Linked DNA regions of Mus musculus: region 1 is linked to region 2. A link is a contact called in public Hi-C data. All regions are on one chromosome and are shown on one strand. Each heading gives the region's core, a stretch centred on a gene start, on an enhancer-like site or on the middle of the called end of the contact. The rest is flanking DNA. Distances are from core to core; before and after follow the strand shown.

Evidence for each region. A called contact is a pair of places that touch in the nucleus more often than the background predicts.
Region 1: a contact with region 2 is called in a Hi-C map of muscle stem cells, with 2.9 times the contacts expected there. The contact joins two enhancer-like sites. A contact is called at or near these places in 5 of 39 promoter capture datasets (the 3T3-L1 cell line, 3T3-L1-derived adipocytes, cranial neural crest and 2 more), 1 of 15 datasets of contacts at CTCF or cohesin (large pre-B cells), 20 of 484 Hi-C or Micro-C datasets (B cells, the Ba/F3 cell line, LSK cells and 13 more), 7 of 115 datasets of contacts at active chromatin or transcription factors (the 230-238 cell line, astrocytes, embryonic stem cells and 2 more) and 1 of 9 other capture datasets (embryonic stem cells).

What each region holds. Positions count from the first base shown.
Region 1 is chr1:34,398,559-34,401,851 of GRCm38.p6, forward strand. No RefSeq gene overlaps it. Among named protein-coding and RNA genes, the nearest start is that of Mir5103, 33 kb to the right of the region's middle. Within about 2 kb of position 1,318, at least 24 of the 459 cell types and tissues checked have an H3K27ac peak or open chromatin away from gene starts, as enhancers often do. A contact at or near this core is called in muscle stem cells, where this site is marked.
Region 2 is chr1:34,015,569-34,018,861 of GRCm38.p6, forward strand. The region is part of intron 4 of Dst (dystonin); the gene reads left to right. Among named protein-coding and RNA genes, the nearest start is that of Mir6896, 100 kb to the right of the region's middle. Within about 2 kb of position 1,318, at least 16 of the 459 cell types and tissues checked have an H3K27ac peak or open chromatin away from gene starts, as enhancers often do. A contact at or near this core is called in muscle stem cells, where this site is marked.

The DNA.
Region 1 (3,293 bases), core at 68-2,567, 380 kb after region 2:
AAGAGCCCAGAGTGGACGTGACCAGGCTGCGTTGGGCCATGTAAGCAGAAGTAGAGGGCAAGGGAGAAGGAAGAGAGGGGCAGGTGAAGCAGCCAAAAGGTCAAAGGTTAAAAAGGGGCAGGTAACTAAACCATCTGGATGATATATGGAAGAGCCTTTGCGGGAAGGACAGCCCAACCCCTGGGCTGGAGAGTTCAGGAGTAGGGGACAGCTGTACCCTATAACAGGTAGGGACTGGGCCATGTTGAGAACCTGGCAGTCAGGTCTACTTTGATATGTTAAACAGGCACCTCAGCCATTGGGGTTTGAAACGTAACAATTTTAATGTCTGATAATTGGGGATTCATAGGAGGCAGCTGCCTTGATTTTAGACACTTTGAGAACCGTGAAGCTCAGTTCTGGGGAAGCACTTCAGTGTCCTCTACTGGGAAAAGGACTTTACATATCTCCATGAAGTTCCTACAGAGTTCAGTTCACCAGAGCCTCAGGAACAAAAACGGAGACCAGAACATTTTCCGGAAACTTCTATAATCCCACTTTATAATCCCATAATAGAGACTACGTACTCTGCATAAGAGAAAAGATCATCTCAGGGTCTGGATATTTTCTTTCTGAGCTCTTTAGAGAAAGATCAGAGCTAACAAACCAGGTAGGATGGAAACTCCCCTTGATATGTTGTCTTTACTCAGAGAAAAGCAAACTGCAGACCTAAGGCAGCAGGGAGGTCAGGGTACCAAACTCCCGCTGTGAGATGCAGCAGGGACTTGCAATGGGAAAGCAGCTGCCTAAAGCCCTGTTCACCAACGTCCTGTGTGCTGCTAAGGATGGAGATAAGTCGGATTTTTGGGAGGGGTCTCCCCAAAGGGTCCAGCACACAGTCTTCTTTCTAGCCAGAGAAACTCCGTTTATCTGTGAACAACATCCTGGAGAAAGTGGCCCTTGGAAATGCTATCTGTGAAATGTCACTGTGTGCTAGGGACAGAAGCTGTTTGTTTCCACAGAGGTAAGGGCGCCCCTGCGGCTTTGGATGCTCATCTGCCTTTGCTCCAGAGTTCTCATTTACGGCACCTGATACTGCTGCATCTGCCAGGACACATTAGTTCCATCTCAATGGCTGCCTCTGCCAATTAGAAAGAATTTAGCATTAATGAGGGTCTGGACAACTAAATTGCTACCCATCGCTAACTCCAGAGACAACTGGGAGGGAAACATACTCCTTCAAAGACAGAAATGTGTTTTTCCACTCTAGCATAAACACACAATGATAATACGTTTATCTTGGCAGCCAACCTATTTACTGTGACTGATTACGTCAGCGTTCAGATCTGCTGTCCAGTAAGAGTCTGAGTCAGCCCAAGACAGTCCAGTTCAAATTATGCTCCCTTCCAACTGTCTAGATGTTCTGAGTTCTCACCTACTACCAACACAGACAGTTTTGTTTTCAAATCAGAGTTGCTCAGGGTCCTGAAGTGATTGTTCCAGGGTGGAATAGTTTAGTAAGGGGCAGGAGACATTTATGAAAGCATGTTGGATTATCTTATTTTTTTTTCTGGCTTTTGTCTTTGCTTTAATTTCTTTTGATTCCCAATTTTTTATTAGATATTTTCTTCATTTACATTTCAAATGCTATCCTGAAAGTCCCCTATACCCTCCCCCTGCCCTGCTCTCCTACCCACCCACTCCTACTTCTTGGCCCTGGCAGCCCCCTGTACTGGGGCATATAAAGTTTGCTAGACCAAGGGGCCTCTCTTCCCAATGATGGCCGACTAGGCCATCCTCTGCTACATATGCAGCAAGAGACATGAGCTCTGGCGGTACTGGTTAGTTCATATTGTTGTTCCACCTATTGGGTTGCAGACCCCTTCAGCTCCTTGGGTACTTTCTCTAGCTCCTCCATTGAGGGCCCTGTGTTCCATTCAATAGCTGACTGTGAGCATCCACTTCTGTATTTGCCAGGCACAGGAATAGCCTCACAAGAGACAGCTATATAAGGGTCCTTTCAGCAAAATCTTGCTGGCATATGCAATAGTGTCTGAGTTTGGTGGCTGATGATAGGATGGATCCTCACATGGGGCAGTTTCTGGATGGTCCGTCTCTTCATCTTAGCTCCAAACTTTGTCTCTGTAACTCCTTCCATGGGTATTTTGTTCCCCATTCTAAGGAAGGACGAAGTATCCACACTTTGGTCTTCCTTATTCTTGAGTTTCATGTGTTTTGCAAATTATATCTTGGGTATTCTAAGTTTCTGGGCTAATGTCCACTTATCAGTAAGTGCATATCGTGTGAGTTCTTTTGTGATTGAGTTACCTCACTCAGAATGATACCCTCCATGTCCATCCATTTGCCTAGGAAATGTTGGATTATCTTAATTGGACTTTTAATAGGCAAGAATCAGGCATTCTACACTCTGGTGGGGGAGACCAGAGGTATCTGGAAACACATTCAGATTGACATGTCCCGTAAACATTGCCACACCCAAACTGTCCTAAGGGAGTCTAAGCTGAGAAATGTTACCAAATATCTAACTCACAGGCCTGGCTGGCCCCTCAGAGGAATCCCACATATTCCCATCTGAGCACACACCTTCTAAGACATTCAGAAGCTGGTAATACTACAGAATAAGGAGACAGCTCCCACAATATAAATTACAGTTCAAGAGGAGGAATAAAGGACCCACTAAAATGAGAGAGAATTTTATTGTGGATAGCAGAGAGATCAAGAGAGCAAGAGCAATCAAAGAGGGTTGGGGGTGGGGGAGACCAGAGCTATCTGGAAGAGTCTGGAACAGACAGAAAGAGAAACAGACTGCACATGGCCAGGGCTAGCGAAACGGAAAAGAGAGACTTCTGGGTACAGTAAGAGATATAGAGACTGAAGAGGATTGATTCCAGGCGTTGAGGAGGATGAACAGCTACAGGGAGGGAAACCCATGATCTGAAGCAGAGAATTTGAGATGGAAGTAGACCCGGTGTGAGAGGGGCCAGGATGCTGGTGTAGGGGCTTTGAAATATGTAACAGGTACTTGTGGGGAGGGACTGAGGAAGGCTGGAGATAGGTGTGGGTTTGGGTAAACAGCCACAAGTATTTGTCAGTGGATCCATATGTCCTTCACCAGAGGCAAGGAAAATGATTCCTTTTGGTAAACAGAAAAAAAGATTCACACCCTTTGTACTTCAAGGAACTAGTTTCTTTAAACCTGACATTGCCTGCCTGAGTTTAAAAACAAAACAAAACAAAAAACCTGGATTGTTGTTTTGTTTTGTTCTGTTCTGGTTTTTTTTTTTTTTTTTTTT
Region 2 (3,293 bases), core at 68-2,567:
TTCAGGATTCTGCAAACCTTGATTTCAGATTTCCTTGTGTTCATGCTGTGTTCCTGGCATACAGTTGTGTAATAAGTGAACTTTATTACACCGTGGTAATGTAACATTGAGTTAGTTTGTGTTACTCTGTGTTTTTTGTTATAAATGAGTTTAATTTGTTTCATGTTCCCTTGAGTTTAACTACTCCTGACAAAAAGTAGACTAAATAGACTTTTCCCCTCCCCACCTTACTTCATCCTCTTTTAGATACTGTCTTGGTTAGGGTTTTATAATAACTTCAAGGCAGACAAACAGGTCAGGGCTATAATGTATCTTCCTTTTCCAGAAGGGGTGGGCAGACTTGTATATTGCTACTTGGCTGTTTAGAGTCTGTTATGTGGTCATTTAATAGTTACAATGTGCTTGCTACTCTTCCAGCCCTGAGTTTAAGTTTCATTTGTAAACTAATTCTATCTGTAAGTAAGAAAGTGTAGGAGTTTGTTTGTTTGATTGTTTATTTAAGGCATTCTCTACCTAGTGCCATGGACAAAGTCAAAGTTATAGTTGTATAGACTAAGGGGAGGAAGGCCACTGGCTCTTATAACCAGCAGTGTCTGGCCCACAGAATAAAGTGTCTGTGCTAAATTGGAAACTTGCAGTTTGGCTTCATCTTAACAGCTGTAACAAAGTACAGTAGACTTCAGCAAAGTCTGTGGGACTATATGAAGGCGTCATTGGACTCTCTGAGGATTTTAAAATGGAAACAAAAATGTTATGCTGTGGATTAAAGCAGTAATTCTCACTGAGTAACTACCATTTAGATTGATCACAGAACTTGTTTACTGCCTTAGGACATAAGAAACGTGTATCAGGCCGGGCGGTGGTGGCGCACGCCTTTAATCCCAGCACTCGGGAGGCAGAGACAGGCGGATTTCTGAGTTCGAGACTAGCCTGGTCTACAAAGTGAGTTCCATGACAGCCAGGGCTACACAGAGAAACCTTGTCTCGAGAAAATAGAAAAGAAAAGAAAAGAATCAGGAATGTAAGGACCTATTAGATATTACTAATAAATTTAACTTTGAGCTTCCAGCATCACACTGACGCTGTTTTGGTTTCTTTTGTACTGACTTAAGCATGATCACAGCTTGTATAGGCAGGTACTTCACAAAGAAGGCTTCATGCTTTTAGGAACTTTTCGGCTCTCTGTTTATGTTTGGGCAGTTTGGTGATGCTTCATTTCTAGCTCAACAGTTTTATTTGGGCAGTGTCAAAAAGGAGGAGTGACTAGAACGACTTACAGCCTCATTGTTGTTTGACAGCGAGCAATGAAGCTTTTGTGTTTCTGCCTTTGGGCCCGATGGGTCCCAGGAGCTGGGCTGCGTGAGGCGCTGGAGTGTTGGAGCAAAGCCTCATCATGAAATTGGAGATTATGAAAACATCTGAAGTCATGGTAGCCGCACACAGATGGAATATCAGGCTGTCTGCTCACTCGGGTTTCATACTCCGTAGCAGAGTATGAAAATGGAGAACGCACAGCCCAGTCCTTGAGTTTCTGCCTTACGAACACACTGCGAACGAGAAGGCGATTTGCCGTTTATAACACTTACGATTTCTTATGAATGAACAAGGCTCCAGGTGCCTCTGAGGCATGTATGGATGCTTCTTTCTGTAAGGACTTGGAACACAAAACAGGACAGACCTTTGCGTCCATTTCTCAGCTATTCGTAATCCTGTGATTATGTTCTCGGCTTCAAGATGAAGCCCAGGCATTTGTTGAAGTCCAGTGTTACTTCTTCAAGTGATTGATCAAAGAGCCCTCCCCCACTGATTCTCTTAATTGGTGGCTGTTGTCATTATTTGGTGTGTATGCCTGTGTTCCTGTGCATGCTTGTGGAGGGCGGAGGTCCCCCTCTGTGGTCCTCTGGTGCTGTCCACCTTGTTTTGGGAGACTTGGTGTCTCACTTCAGTAGGGAGTATTTGTTCAGCTTGGCTGCTTGCTGGCCAGTAAGCTCTGTTTCTGCCCTGACCAGTACAGTTATTACAGAGGCACACTGTCGGGCCTGGCCTTTACATGGCCCTGGCTCCTCACGCTTACTGCTGTGCTAGTTAGTTTTCATCAACTCCACACAAAGTTGAAACTGTCCGAAAAGAGGGAACCCCAACTGAGGAGTTGCCTCCGTTAGATCGGCTGGTAGACATATCTGTGGGGTGTTTGGTTGATTGCTATTGGTGGAGGAGGGCCTAGGTCACTGTGGGAGGTGCCACCCCTGAGAAGGTGGGCCTGGGTTCTGTAAGAACTGTAGCCGAACATATGCCAAAAAGCAAGGCAGGAAGCAGCATTCATCCCTGCTTCAGTTCCTGTCTCCAGGTTCCTGCCTTGAGCTCCTGCCCTGTTTTCGCCCAGTGATAGATTACTGCAACCCATAAGCTAGACAACCCTCACCCCATGTTGTTTTTGGTCAGTGTTGTATCCCAGCAACAGAGAAGCAAACTAGGATACAAAGCAAGTATTTTATCCCAGCGAGCCATCACCCCACCCCCTAAGAGTGTGTTGGAGGGAAAACTGCTTGTGTAAGGTCAGCTGAGAGGTGCCTCTTGGGCAAGATGTAATCAGCAAGGGTATCTTGAGATTACCTGAGGTACTAATGAGAGCCTTAGGGTAGCAGGGACATGACTCCGAGGTTCCCTGAGAAGGAAGCTTGGTTGGAGAGAGCCTTGTGTTGAATCAGATTGAAAGGAGGCTTGGATGCCATGCCAAGGACCATGTTTTTGTTTGTTTGTTTGTTTTGTTTTGTTTTTTGTTTGTTTGGTTTTTTTTGCTTTAAGTTTGTAGAGAGTAGAACCCTGAATGATCCTCAACAGATGTGACAGACATCGGGTAAGCGACGGGCCCTGTGGATGGAAAGGATGGGAGGAAGGTTCAGGAGCCACTGTGAAATTAAGAGCTCTACTAGGAATTTCTGAATTTCTAATGTCTATGGCTCAGTACAGCCACTGCCATTTCATGAACATAAGACAGAGGCTTCTAATGAAGTCAGTGTCCCTGATGGAGGCACACATCAGTTACCAGTGGTCACATTTGTGTTGGAGTGTCAGGTGTATGTGTGACACAAACTCTGCCTTTTGATTGTCTTCACCGTGATAAGTAAATGTTACAGAGCAGTTCTTATGGGAATATTTCACCAAGGGTCAATGTTGACTAAGCCCAGCGCTTCTGAGGTAGGTTAGATGGCATGGCGTAACAGTGGATGAAAATATATAGAAGCTACTTGAGGTAAAATGCTGAGCAGATTTTGCAGTTTGCACTCATCTAT